Linked DNA regions of Mus musculus: region 1 is linked to region 2. A link is a contact called in public promoter capture Hi-C data. All regions are on one chromosome and are shown on one strand. Each heading gives the region's core, a stretch centred on a gene start, on an enhancer-like site or on the middle of the called end of the contact. The rest is flanking DNA. Distances are from core to core; before and after follow the strand shown. Region 1 holds the start of Plod1 (procollagen-lysine, 2-oxoglutarate 5-dioxygenase 1). Region 2 has its middle 15 kb from the start of Gm46898.

Region 1 (6,146 bases), core at 3,615-6,114, 510 kb after region 2:
CTCAGCCCTTCCCATAGCTAGAGCTTTGAGCATATAACCCAAACATGACCTATCACTCTCCCCTGGGTCTGTTGTTAAAATTAAGGCAAAATTGTCATCATTGGCTGAGAGCCAACTGAAGAGTTGTGGGGCTAGAGTCAAGTTACGGCACTGGAGAGAGCCTGTTTCTGGAGATGGAAAATAATGCCCGTTGATGCTTGGGACCCTGGATCTAGCTATATCTGAAATAACACCCTGTTTCATTACAAACCATAACAGCTGATACCCTCTCTTCCTGGGCTTATCCCCAGCTCTGTACAGGCCATGATGAGGCTGAGTACATCTCTGTCCCCTGTGCCCAACACTCAGAATGGTCACTGAGGTGAGGCGAGGCGAGGTGAGGGCTGACTTCCTGCAGGCCCTATGAACTGCCCAGAGATGACAGGAAGCCCATGCCTGGCAGACAAGCAGTGCACACACTCCAGAGGATGTGTTTAGACCACATCCATCGCAAGATGCCCCAGGGAATTGTGGGAATGCTGGCTCCCAGGTCCTGCCGTCTATACTAGCCTTCCCAGCGAGGCCTCTGCCCACTGCCATCCAGGTACCACTGCTCATCTCTCTAGCCTCCACTTTCCCTCTCATTCACCTCCTAGGATCTGCTCATACTCCACCCTTCATCCTAACTCAAGCTCACTCGTCAGCTTCTGGGAAGCCTCCTCTTGGCACCTACATCTGTCCCAAGATCCCTAACTCTGGGAAGGAGATGCTCCTGGATACGCCACACACACACATATACACCAACACACACGGTCTCTGCCTTGCCCAGGAAGCCCTCACCTGGATCTTGTAGTTGAAGAACTGAGCTGAACGCTTGAAGCGGCGGAAGCCCTCAGTCTCTTTTGTGGCCACAGTGAGGACCAGAAGGTTGTCTGTGGACAGAAAAGGGTGTGGTGAGGGAAAATGAGGACATGAGCCCTCAACAGTGGCCTTCATCACACCACTACAGCCAAGGGCTCAGGCTAGGCTACGGATAAAACAGAGGTGTAATCCTAGTCTCCCCATTCCCTCCCTTGGGGTCCCTGTGTGTAGGAACTGACAAACATGCCAGGCAGCAATGGATATAGGGGTGCACCCTGCCTTGTGAAACGAAGTCTCTGGCTTTAGAAGGTACAGGCCTCACGTGGGGGAGGGGGGTGGAAAGGAGGATGCCCTGAGCGCTGACCATGGGAGGATCACTCTGGCCAGTGCTTGCCATCTGGGGGTGGCAAGTACAGAATGCAGAGGTTGCTTGCTCTCTACGCATGCGTGGAGGGTGGACATACTGTGTGGTCCTCCCCAAACCTGCATGGCTGACTCTCCCAATGCCATGCATGCTTCCAGTTCAGACTGCCTGGGGTGGAAACCAATGTGAAATCCCCCCATCCGTCCATGTCTGTGGCCAGAGTAGCTGGTATCATCTTTCCTCCCTCTCCCTCCCTCTCATTTTGAAAAGGGTCCTCATGTGACCCAGGTCGCTATCCAGCTCCACAGGTAACAACGCTGCCCTGGAACTTGTCTCTCAGTCTTCCCACCTCCACTCGCAATCGCTGAGATGCCAGGTATGCACCGACACACTCAGCGTGCCTGGCTTTGTTACGACCTTCTTAACAAGGGGCCTCTCCCAGCTCTGCAGTGTGACTGCACCTCTGCAACAGAACATGCTAGAAGCAACTGCCAAGACAGCGTCTGCGGGAGCCCCACCCCCACCCCTGATAGCCCCTCTAAACCCTACTGTGAGGCTTGGATACCTTAAGAAGAAAGGGTGGGAGCTGGCCTGCCAACCTAGATCCTAGCACTACCTCTTACAAACTGTGTGACCCAGGGCAAGCCCCTGGAACTCAGTTTTCCCCTATGCAGTAAGGACAGTGAAGTGCCTGCCTTTCGGGGCTGCTAGACACTTGGCACACCGTGAGAGAAGTCAGAGCGGCTGATTGGCGAGGGGGACGCCTTGCCCAGTATTCATGGCTCTGTGTGGCCAGAGGGTCGACTTATTTTATGGTTTGTGTATGATTTTTTTCTTCAGCTGAGTCTTGCTGATGGCTTCTGTCCTTGCCAAAAATCCCAGGGCCAGGCATGACAGTGGCCCCTCTCCTTCCTCGCTGTCAACCCCTGTGATTCCCACTCAGACGTTTGTCCCTGGAAGCTGGAGGACAGGCCCACCATTCAGTGGCTCCTCTGAATCCAGGACTCCCACTTACCAAAATGAACAGAACACCCCCCACTCAAAAACAAAACCAACCAACCAAACAATAACAACAAAAACAAACCAGCCAGGCCAGCAGCAGACAGGGAGGGCCTTCCCCTTCCCCTACCTCTGAACGTCAGGAGTTTGAGCTGAGAGAACAAAGGAGACCAGGTCTAGCAAACTGCTTAGACAGGAAGCTGTCCCCGTAGCAAGTGCCAGAGGCAAAGCAGGAATTGGCAGGATACAGTAGGGTAGGTTCAGGGGCTTGGGCAGGAGCAGATGATGCTATAAACAGCTGTGGAGGAGTACCCGCCCCACTTGACCCTAGGAGTCCAGAGAAGAAAGATGCAGCACACATGAGAGGAAGAGCTCCCACCAACTCTTGTCTGAAAAGTTAAAGTCTCCCTGAAGCTGAGGAGAACCAATCTAGTCACCCGTTCTGAGGCCCTCATGCCAAAAGGGGGCAGGAAGAATATCATAGGCCAGAAAGTGCCTTGGCTGTCCAGGAATTCACTCTGTAGACCAGGCTAGCATCAAACTCATAGAGATGCCCCTGCCCCTGCCCCTGCTTCCCGAGTTCTGGGGTCAAAGGTGCGCATCCACCACCACACCCAGCCACGTTCATACCCCTGATCCACTACAGCACCCAGCATGGTAGAACAGCTGACTGGAGATAGAATCCAGAACCACTGGGGCTTCTCCAGTCTCCACCCATGCAGGTACCCTCTCCAGTCCACCATCAAGCCCATCAGAGCTCTGGGCCACCCACAAAGTATCAACAGGAGGTATGGGTTCCACCAGGATAGCACCCCCACCCTACCCCCTCGCCCCACCCCCACCCAACCTCAACAGCCACCAGGGCCACATGGGCCTGGCCACCTGAAAGCTCAGCCTTCCCCTCCTGCTGCCCAAAGTCCAGTAATGATGTCCCCAGATGGACAAACTATGACCCCAGTCAGCAGAGATGAAAGAGGCATGGTGGAAGAGCAGAGTGTTACGAACAGTTGGCTCAGCAAGGAATTTAGCCTTCCTGAACTCCACCATAGGAACCATGGATGAAGGAGCCCCCTTTCAGAGATTAATGTGAAGACCCAAATGAGTGTCTGAAGTGTGGAACACAGTGTCTGCCGGTGACGCCTCCATTCTTGGCACAGAGCGGGAGCTGAGTTCTGGGCTTCCTAGAGGGCAACTGAGGCTCTTGGAACTGGGATGGTCTGGAGTATCCGAGCACGCATCAGCAGAAGCAGGAGAAAGTGAAATGGAGAAAAAATGGCTGCCACTGGGCTCCAGGTTCCTGCCACTAGGTGGGCCTTTGCACACATTACCAACTCTGTAGTCGGGACTTATCAGAGTCTCTTATCTATCTTCCTTTGATGCTAGATTAGACCCTACCAAAACAAACAAACAAACAAAAAAACCCCAAAACAACAACAACAACAAACCTAGCTGCTCTGAGCTTGGAGAGAAAATGCCCAGAGCCTTGACTTTAAGGGGACTCAGGGGCTGGTCTTATTTGAGGAATCTCTTGTGATCTCTAGAAATGAGGTCTTGCCACTCTGTGTTGGAGTCTAAAATACCAAGCTTCTCAAAAACTGTGCATCACCAACGCGAAAGGCGTGTGACCCTATGTATAACTGAGCACAGATGGAAGACGGAGCAGGCATGCAAAAACCTGTGGCTCCCAGCACATGGGTTTCAAAGCCAGGTTCTTTTCCTTTCCTTTTTTTTTTTTTTTTTTTTTTCTTCCTTTCTTTCCTTTTTGGTCAGGGTCTCATGTAGTCTAGACTGACTTTAACCCTTCGTGTAGTTGAGGATGACCTTGGACTTCTGATAACCCTGCTTCAACCTCCCTGAGTACTGGGGTTATAAGCATGCACAACTATGTTTAGTTTATGCAGCGCTGGGGACCAAACCCTGGGCTGCATGCGAGCTAGGCAAGTGCTCTTACCAACAGGGCTCACCCACCGGAGCCCTCCACATTCCTACCACCCACCATGTTCAGGCCAACTCCCATGTCTCCAGCAACATGGGTGGAAGAAAACAGGATGCCCTGGAGAATGCGGCTGATTTGGAGCCTCAGTTTGTAAAGCTGGAAAACGGGGTTAACATAAGAAAACACTTCCAGCAAACGTATTTAACTGGTGCTTAACTAGTGAGGCCAGGCTGCAGCAGATCGTGTACGATAAACGGGAGTCTTGCTACTTATTATGGGAATTGTGATCATGGACTCCTCTGAGCGCCAAATGAGGGTAGGGGGCGCGCAAGGGGAGAGTGTACTTCGGCTGTCCCCTCCTCTGCCCGCAGCACAAACCTAGGAATCCCGACCCCATGAGAGGAAGTGATCTACCGGAGTCACCCGCGGGCAAGTGGACAGATGACCGCAACCCAGCTCCCCGGCTCCCCCCCTTCCAGCCCAGGTCGCCTGGACACCCCGGTCCTCGGCGAGACAGACGGCCAGGCACAGCTCCGCCGCCGCGTCCTCACCCTCTAGCTTGGCGTCATCCTTCGCCTGGACCAGAAGAAGCCAGGCCAACGGGGCCAGGAGCAGCAGGGACCGCATAGCGGAGTCTCGGGAACAACCCGCCGGCACTGAGACAGAAGCTGAACTGGAAACTTCGCGACGGGGCCGGCGGGCGCTGCCACGCACTGAGCCCGCCCCGGGGGCGGTGCCGCGCACGCCTCCGCCCGCCTCGGGGAAGGGTTTTCCTGCTTAGGCTTCTAGGTCCTCCAGACTTGGGGCAGGTCGTTGTGCCCCCTGGGTCCCGATGCCGGACCGTCCATGCTCTCCCTCCCCCGCTTCTCTCCAAGTGGGCGAGGAGGGCGAGGCCTTGATGTCTAGAAGAGGAGACTTAATATCATCTGCACCGCGATGGTGGGAATATATATATAAAGTCTAGCCCCAGCTCCCAAAAGAGAATCACTTAATTCAACTTTCCGCTCCCTGGAAGGAAATCAGAAAGTAGTCAAGGAAATTGCAGCGGTTAATTATGGGATGGATGTGTGTGTGTGTGGTGATGGTGGGGGGGGGGTATTAGATGGATGGATAAGTGGGTGTGTAAGTGGGTGAGTGAGTGGATGGTTGGATGGCGGTATAGGTGGATGGATGGGTAAGTGGCTGGCTGGCTGGATAGATGGATGATGGGGGGCCAGATGGATGGATGGGTGAGTGAGTGGATGGATGAATGAGGGCTAAGTGGATGGAGTGAAAATTTTCAGTGCCATTCACAGACAAAGTAAAAGAAGGTCAAAAGTTTCTGGAGCAAGGGTTCCTGGTCCAGATGTGAGCCAAGCACATCTACATTTAGACAAAATCTGTCAAGCCGTAGAAGAGAGCTCAAACAGGGACCCTGGAATCTCAGTCCCACAGATTAGATCCTAGGGCAGGGTTCGGGAGGGCGGGGGAGGAGGGGCTTGACGAAATCAGGGAGTTAGGGAGATTTGGTCTTTCACAAAGGAAACAGGCATCTACAGGATGCTAAGTGGGAAAGGTTTTCTCTTCAGTATGACTCATTGTTAAAGATAGATCCTCTGCCTAGCAGATAGGTCAAAACAAGGTTGGGTGGGGTAGGGTGGGGTCTGCCCAAATCCTAGCACTCAGGAGGTAGAAGAGCTCCATTGTCCAAAGCCAGCCTGAGCTGCACAGCCAGACTCAGTCAGAGAAGGGAGGAAGAAGGTGTCAAAGCGAGCTGGAATCCCAGCACTCAGGAGGCATAGCAGGATCAGGAGTTCAAGACATGCTCAGCCGTAGAGCTAGTGACCATATAGCTTGAGGCTAGTGTGGACTGTGTGAGACCTCAACAACACACACCCACCCCCAACACAGGAAACTTACAGACCAATGTTTGCAATGATTATTTCCAAGTTGTGGAATAAACATGTTCATAACTTATGCAGCGTTTCTAGGTCATATTATTGGGAATCGTTCTTCTTTTCTTGTTTC
Region 2 (6,549 bases), core at 3-2,502:
CACATTCTCTCTAACAGTGAAGCTGTACCTGCTGGCCTTTGAGGTCACTGCTGTCGCCCTGAGGTTAGGGTATCCATTTCCATGTCAATCACACCTACCATTCTGTCTGACCTACAGAGTTCTTCAGATCTAAGTCATCTATTATTATGTCTTCTTTGTGTCTGGCTCACCAAAGCATTTATTAGATGTGAGCCATAGCTACCAGTTTTAAAATATGTATGTATGTATGTATGTGTGTGTGTGTATGTATGTATGTATGTATGTATGTATGTATGTATGTATGTATGTATATATGTGTCTGTCCAAGTGTATGCATTCTTATTGTAAGTACACACATTTGTCTACATACATGAAGGCCAGAAGAGAGAGTCAACATACCCACCTTTATTACCCTGTGCCTACTTCTTTGAGCCAGGGCCTCTGCCTGAATGTGAAACTCATTTCCTTGGTAGGATGGATGCAATCCCCAGTCATTCTCTTGTCTCTGGCCCGTCTCAGAGTGGGGGTTACAGGCATACATGAGACGTCCAACTTGTAACATAGATGCTACAATTCAAACTCTGACTTTCATGATTACACAGCAAGCACTCTTAACAGCTAAGCCAGTTCTCTAGTTCCAGTCTATTCATTTTTAAACATTTATTTGGTTAGGGGTTCATGCAATGATACTATAGAGCGTGTGTAGAGGTCAGAGAACAACTTGGAGAAGTTGATTCTCCCCTTCCACCATATGGGTCCTAGTGATTGATCTTTGGTCGTTGTGCTTAACAGCAAGTGTCTTTAGCTTCTATGCCACCTGCTGACTCTCATCAGTGAATTTTTAATGTACTGATGGAAGTATTATCCCAGAGAGTCAAGTTGAAGATGGACATGCCCCATCCCCTAGCTGAACATAATGGGCCCATTATTTCTGTAAATGTTGCTATCTTTTGTCAAAATTTTCTTAGAGATTTTCTGATTTTTCAATTGCAGACTCTAGAATGTTATTAGCTATCCTTTTCAAACTGTTACTGCCACCTTCATTATTCCACCAACATGCTATATTCTAAATCCTTGGGGTCTAATTCCTTGGGAATTGTGCTCTCATCAATGACTTTGATTTAATTTCTTTGGGTGATTGGGATTCTAAGGCTGGCCTTAAACTTGCTGTTTGCTGTTCATCTGACTCAGCCTCCTTAGTGGTGGGATTACAGATACGAGAGGCCATACTTAGCTTTGATGATTACAACCCCCAGGAGCCACACATCCCCAGCTCTTCCTAAGTGGACAGCTCCTAAAGCAGCATGGTTTTAGGATGAGATCGCTCCCTCTGGAGGAGGCCAAGTTACTGTCTCTGATCGTTAGTCCAGATATCTATCTATTGCTGCCTACAAAACCATCTCACATTTAAGTCAGCAATTTATTACTAATCTCTTTGTTTGAGTAGAGTGGGTTTGAAAGAGAACCCAAGGACAAGACTAGAGAGCTGATGGAATTTGAGGGGATTTTTGAAGAGTGTTGTTGTAAAAGAGTTCAGAGCAATAGAACAATTGGAAGGAAATGTGGGATTAAGAGAAGGACTGAAAAAACTGAAAATAAAAAAAAAGAGAGAACGACTGGAGATGGGGTAAATAAATACCAGCATGTTTATGCTGTGCCAAGTGATCCGGAAGACTTCATATTTATAAGATGACACAGAGGAGAAAGAGGAAAGGGCTGTCACTGAGCAAGGAAAGAAATGGAATTTGATACAAAGCAGCTGCTCTGGTCTTTACTTAGAAAGGTAGACTGCTCCTCTCATTACAATAAGGTGGGCACTGCCAGTAATCTCAAAGTTCCCCTTTGCTTCAATTTTCTCAGTAAAGCAGGAAATGATATTATCACTCGAGAATGATACACACATGTGCATGGGGGGAGGGCGAATATGATTGGGAGAATGAATGAATGAATGAATGAATGAATGAATCAGATGACTATTGAAATAGAAAAATAAGGACAATGACAGGAGTGGTGTGACACATAGCAAGAATTTCTCTTTCTCCCTCTTCCCCCTCCCTCCCCCCCCAGAGAGAGAGAGAGAGAGAGAGACTGCAAAAGGCTGAGGCTAGCCACCATACAGTATCAGCTGGATACCAATGAGACATCAGAATTCTTGACCCTGAATTTAAAATCAGATGAGTCATTATTTTTTATGTTTTCCCCAGTTTCATGCAGGATGGAAAAAAAATAGAGAAGTTAGAGTTAGTGGGTTTTGTCTAGAGTCTGCCTAGGTAAAAGAGGGAGTTTAGGTGCTCTCAGAGGTGTGAATACAACAAAAGATTGTGGACTTTCAGCAGGCGTGGGAACATGAGAACTAAAGAAGACCACATAGGATGCAGCACAGTGAGGGAGTGGTGTGCAGCTTCTTGAGGGGTCTCGAGGAAGAATTGGGTTACTAATGGTGACTTGAAAGGGAGAGAAATTGGGGTGGCAACCCCCAAGACATTACCTGGGAGAACTTTGCAGAAGCAGGGAAGAGTGTTGGGAAGGTCATCTGTGTACTGAGTTACTGAGATCTGAGACAAAAGGCATGCTGGACAGTGTCAAAGATGGCAGTGGTGGTGAGACTCCGATAGTGACAACGTTTAAGGATGTGGAATTCAAAGCTGAGGTTCAGTGAGGACTGTTAGATGGTCCAATTTGGAATGTTAATAGTTTGTGTTACTTTCCCCTCTAGGAATAAGCAATATCAGAATGTGAATGTCCTAATGCTTTTAGGAAAACTTGTTTGTGTAAAGATGTTTCATGCTTTAATCACCAGAGGGTGCCAGAGTCAAGCAAATGATTTTTCTTCTCTTCATATGTGTATACAATATAGGTTGAGTATATACATACTCTACTGGGCCCCCCTCCAGCCCCTTGAGAACTCACCCCCAGCACATTTTCCCCTCAACTTCATGAAATAAACACACACATACACACAAGCGCACAAACACACACTTCTGAAACAAATATCCAATAAGTGCTGCTTGTATGTATTTGGGTACTTTTAGTTTTCATCTGTAGCTGAGATAATCTTCAAGTAGTGGAAGGAGGCACTATTTATATTGGAGAGGGGAAGTGTGTAAGTGAGAATTTGCCACATAAACTAGGACATGTGTTCTTCTCTCCATACAAATCTCCAACTTCTTATATTTTTGTTTGTGAACCTAGTCTTTAGTGGCTCGGCCATCTCTTCGGCTCCAAAGCTCTAATTCCTATAATTAAAATGAAAACAGGAGAAAGTGGACAAACTGGCCTTCACCTTGATGGTGGGGAAACCCTCTCCTCTTTACTCCACCTCCCTAACTATCTTTACTGCACACTTCATGTTTCCCTTTGATATAATGAGACAATGTTTCAAATAAGAGAATTGTTGCATTCAGAAAAGTAGGTAGGGCTTCCAAAACTAGCCTGAAGTATTCTTTAAATTCTAACAGCTTTGGTTTTTGTCTTCTATGGCAATTCTTCTGAACTTGTCTTAGTTTTAGATAAGCCTTCCATGCTAAGTACATTAAAACCCATATGTCCAGACCCCTTTGGAGTGGTGGGGGGTGAGGGAGGGTCCTGCCTGGCACTTCTGTAGGTCAGAGGACAACTCTAAGGTATAGATTCTCCTCCTTCCACCTTGTGAGATCCACAGATCAAACTCAGATTGCAAGTCCTGTGATTGTTTGCCTCTACTGGCTGAGTTATCTCAAGACTCGAAAATGATTTTTCTATTTAAGTATTTCTATTAAATTTTTTATCTTTTAATTAGCCAAAACATTCTCATTCTCTTTCTGTGTCTCTATTCCTCTGTCTGTCTCTGACTGTCTGTCTCTGTCTGTCTGTCTGTCTGTCTCTGTCTCTCTCTCTCTCTGTCTCTCTCTCTCGCCTGAATAAGGAGAAAGCAAGCTAGGCATCAGCACCCATCTCTTTCTGCTTCCTGGATGCAGATGCAGTGTGAACTGCGGTCAAATGTCCCGGCTGCCAGAATTGCCTCTCTATAGTGCAATATGCCCTCAAGCTCAGAGACAAATAAACCCTTTCTTCCTAGTTTCCTTTGTTAAAGTATTTTTTCACCATATAAGAGAAGTAGCTAATACATATTTTTTATTTCAAGCAGAGGATATTTAGTTTGTATGTGATTTAACATTTTAAACATTTGAAGACCTTCACACGGTGTCACTTATGAGCAGTGTTTAGATTTTCAGAACAGACATGTTTCAGAAATAAAGGACTTATCACCAAGGCAGAAACGCAGGCAACCCTTTCAGTCTTCTTAAAACCCAGGCAAAAAGGCATGTATAATTAGTGAAAATAGCAAATACCAGAAGTTACTGTTTTGCCCTTAAGTTATCTGTGGCAAAGCTGTACTGCTATATTCTCTCATCTTCTCCTTCTCCCTCTCCTCCTCTACCTTCCCCACTCTCCTGCCCCCACTGCATGAGAACACTTGCCATTTGCTTGAGTAAACTAGCTTTGCTTACACTTTTACTTTATTTTTATTTTCACTTTATTTTATTATGCAAGAACACTATGGTACTGGAAACACAAATACCCTGTGGCCCACAGTCTTTCCACAGAATTGGTCAGTATGTGTATCATTTGTTTCTTTCCACATCCTTAATTTTGCTCTTTCTTTTCTGTAAGGTCTGCCTTTATTTGTTACTTGACCTTTTTCCCTTACAAGTTTTAATATTCTTTCTTTGTTTTATGCATTTGATGTTTTAATTATTATGTGACAGGAGGAACTTCTTTTCTGGTCCAATCTATTTGGAGTTCTGTAGGCTTCTTGTATGTTCATCGGCATCTCTTTCTTTAGGTTAGAAAACTTTTCTTCTATAATTTTATTGAAGATACTTATTGGCTCTTTTAGTTGGGAATCTTCCCTCTCTTCTATACTTATTATCCTTAGGTTTAGTCTTCTCATTGTGTCCTGGATTTCCTGGATGTTTTGGGTTAGGAGCTGTTTGCATTTTGCATTGTCTCTGACTGTTGTGTCAATGTTTTCTATGGTATCTTCTGCACCTGAGATTCTCTCTTCTATCTCTTGCATTCTGTTGGTGATGCTTGCATCTATGACACCTGATCTCTTTCCTAGGTTTTCTAACTCCAGGGTTGTCTCCCCTTTGTGCTTTCTTTATTTTTCTATTTTCATTTTTAGATCCTGGATGGTTTTGTTCATTTCCTTCGTGTGTTTGGTTGTGTTTTTCTGTAATTCTTTAAGGGATTTTTGTGTTTCCTCTTTAAGGGCTTCTAGCTGTTTACCCATGTTCTCCTGTATTTCTTTAAGGGAGTTATCTATGTCCTTCTTAAAGTCCTCTCTCCCCATCATGAGAAGTAATTTTAGATCAGAATCTTGCCTTTCCAGTGTGATGGTGTATCCAGGACTAGCTATGGAGGGAGAATTGGGTTCTAATGATGCCGAGTAACTTTGGTTTCTGTTGCTTATACTTTGAGATTTTTAAATTGACTCCAGACTCTTTAAAATAAAGGTTTAGCTCAAAGAACAGAAAAGAAAACAATGTCTGTTTTCTTCTGCAGCTTTGATAGGTTAAATTTGTAGCTACGCTTGTTTCACCAATCGTATTTAAATTTGGTAGAGTGGAGGAGTTTGTATAGAAGTAAGTTTGATAACAAGTCCCAAGTTGTTGCAGTATGTGCCCGTTAAATGCAAAATATGATTGCAAGTTCCATGAAATCAGGAAGATAAGTTGGGCTTGAACGATGCTGGTGGGTCACTGAAGGTGGGCTTAGCTTTCTCACGGTTGCTGCCTCCTTGGCCAGAAGCTCTTTGCTTTTTCCTGAGGCACAGCCAGTAGCAGGGACACAAAAGGAAATGTCCAAAGAGTCCCTGGAGTTCCCTTTTCTTCAGCTCGCACTGGCAGGAAACCCGAAAACCTTCTCACTTCTCTAAAGTATAATTACCAAAGACATTTCAATTTGATTTTTTTAAAAATCATTTAAAAGTCTTCACAAAACACCAGCAGGGTACAATGTTTGACTTCACCAACATGTACATTTTCCCAATGGCTATCTGAATTCATGACTCTCAAACGCTTTATTTGGTAAAGTCAAGATTCTAATCTTAAAGATTAAATGATATTTATGCCAATTATATTTCTAGTTATAGTTTCTTTTCTCTCTTCAAACAGAAGAGACCAAACTTTCAGCCACTCTTCCTAAATGCACACTGATTCCAATCCAGTTGCTGTTAAAAATAACTAAAAATATAAGTAACACATACACACACACTAATTTTAAAAACTACACCTCTTCTGCTTGCAAAAAGATAATATTATCTTTTGCTTATGTTCAGCAGTCTCATCATTCCTCCCCTACAATGTTCATGGGGACCCAGAGTCTGCTAAGAATATTCTTTCCTCACAGCTGACTATAGAGTTCCAAGTCTACAACCAGCCTATATACCTAAGGTTAAAAGATTATCATGAAACAAAAATTGGAAAGCTTGTAAAATCCAGAGAGTCAGAATGTCTGATGTGAGATTGTGTTTACTACATGTTATAGCAGTGGTTATCAACCTGTTGGTCACGACCTCTTTGGGGG

Evidence for each region. Promoter capture Hi-C pulls out the DNA fragments that hold promoters and counts their contacts.
Region 1: a contact with region 2 is called in a promoter capture Hi-C map of stem cell-derived epiblast-like cells, with 6 times the contacts expected there. The contact joins the promoter of Plod1 here to the enhancer-like site in region 2. A contact is called at or near these places in 6 of 39 promoter capture datasets (cranial neural crest, hippocampal neurons, liver and 2 more).

Annotation. Positions count from the first base shown.
Region 1 is chr4:147,931,912-147,938,057 of GRCm38.p6, forward strand. Plod1 (procollagen-lysine, 2-oxoglutarate 5-dioxygenase 1) reads right to left here and starts at 4,865. Exons shown (of 19, transcript NM_011122.3): 1 at 4,691-4,865; 2 at 820-911. The coding sequence starts at 4,766.
Region 2 is chr4:147,423,344-147,429,892 of GRCm38.p6, forward strand. No RefSeq gene overlaps it. Among named protein-coding and RNA genes, the nearest start is that of Gm46898, 15 kb to the left of the region's middle. Within about 2 kb of position 1,253, at least 8 of the 459 cell types and tissues checked have an H3K27ac peak or open chromatin away from gene starts, as enhancers often do. A contact at or near this core is called in stem cell-derived epiblast-like cells, where this site is marked.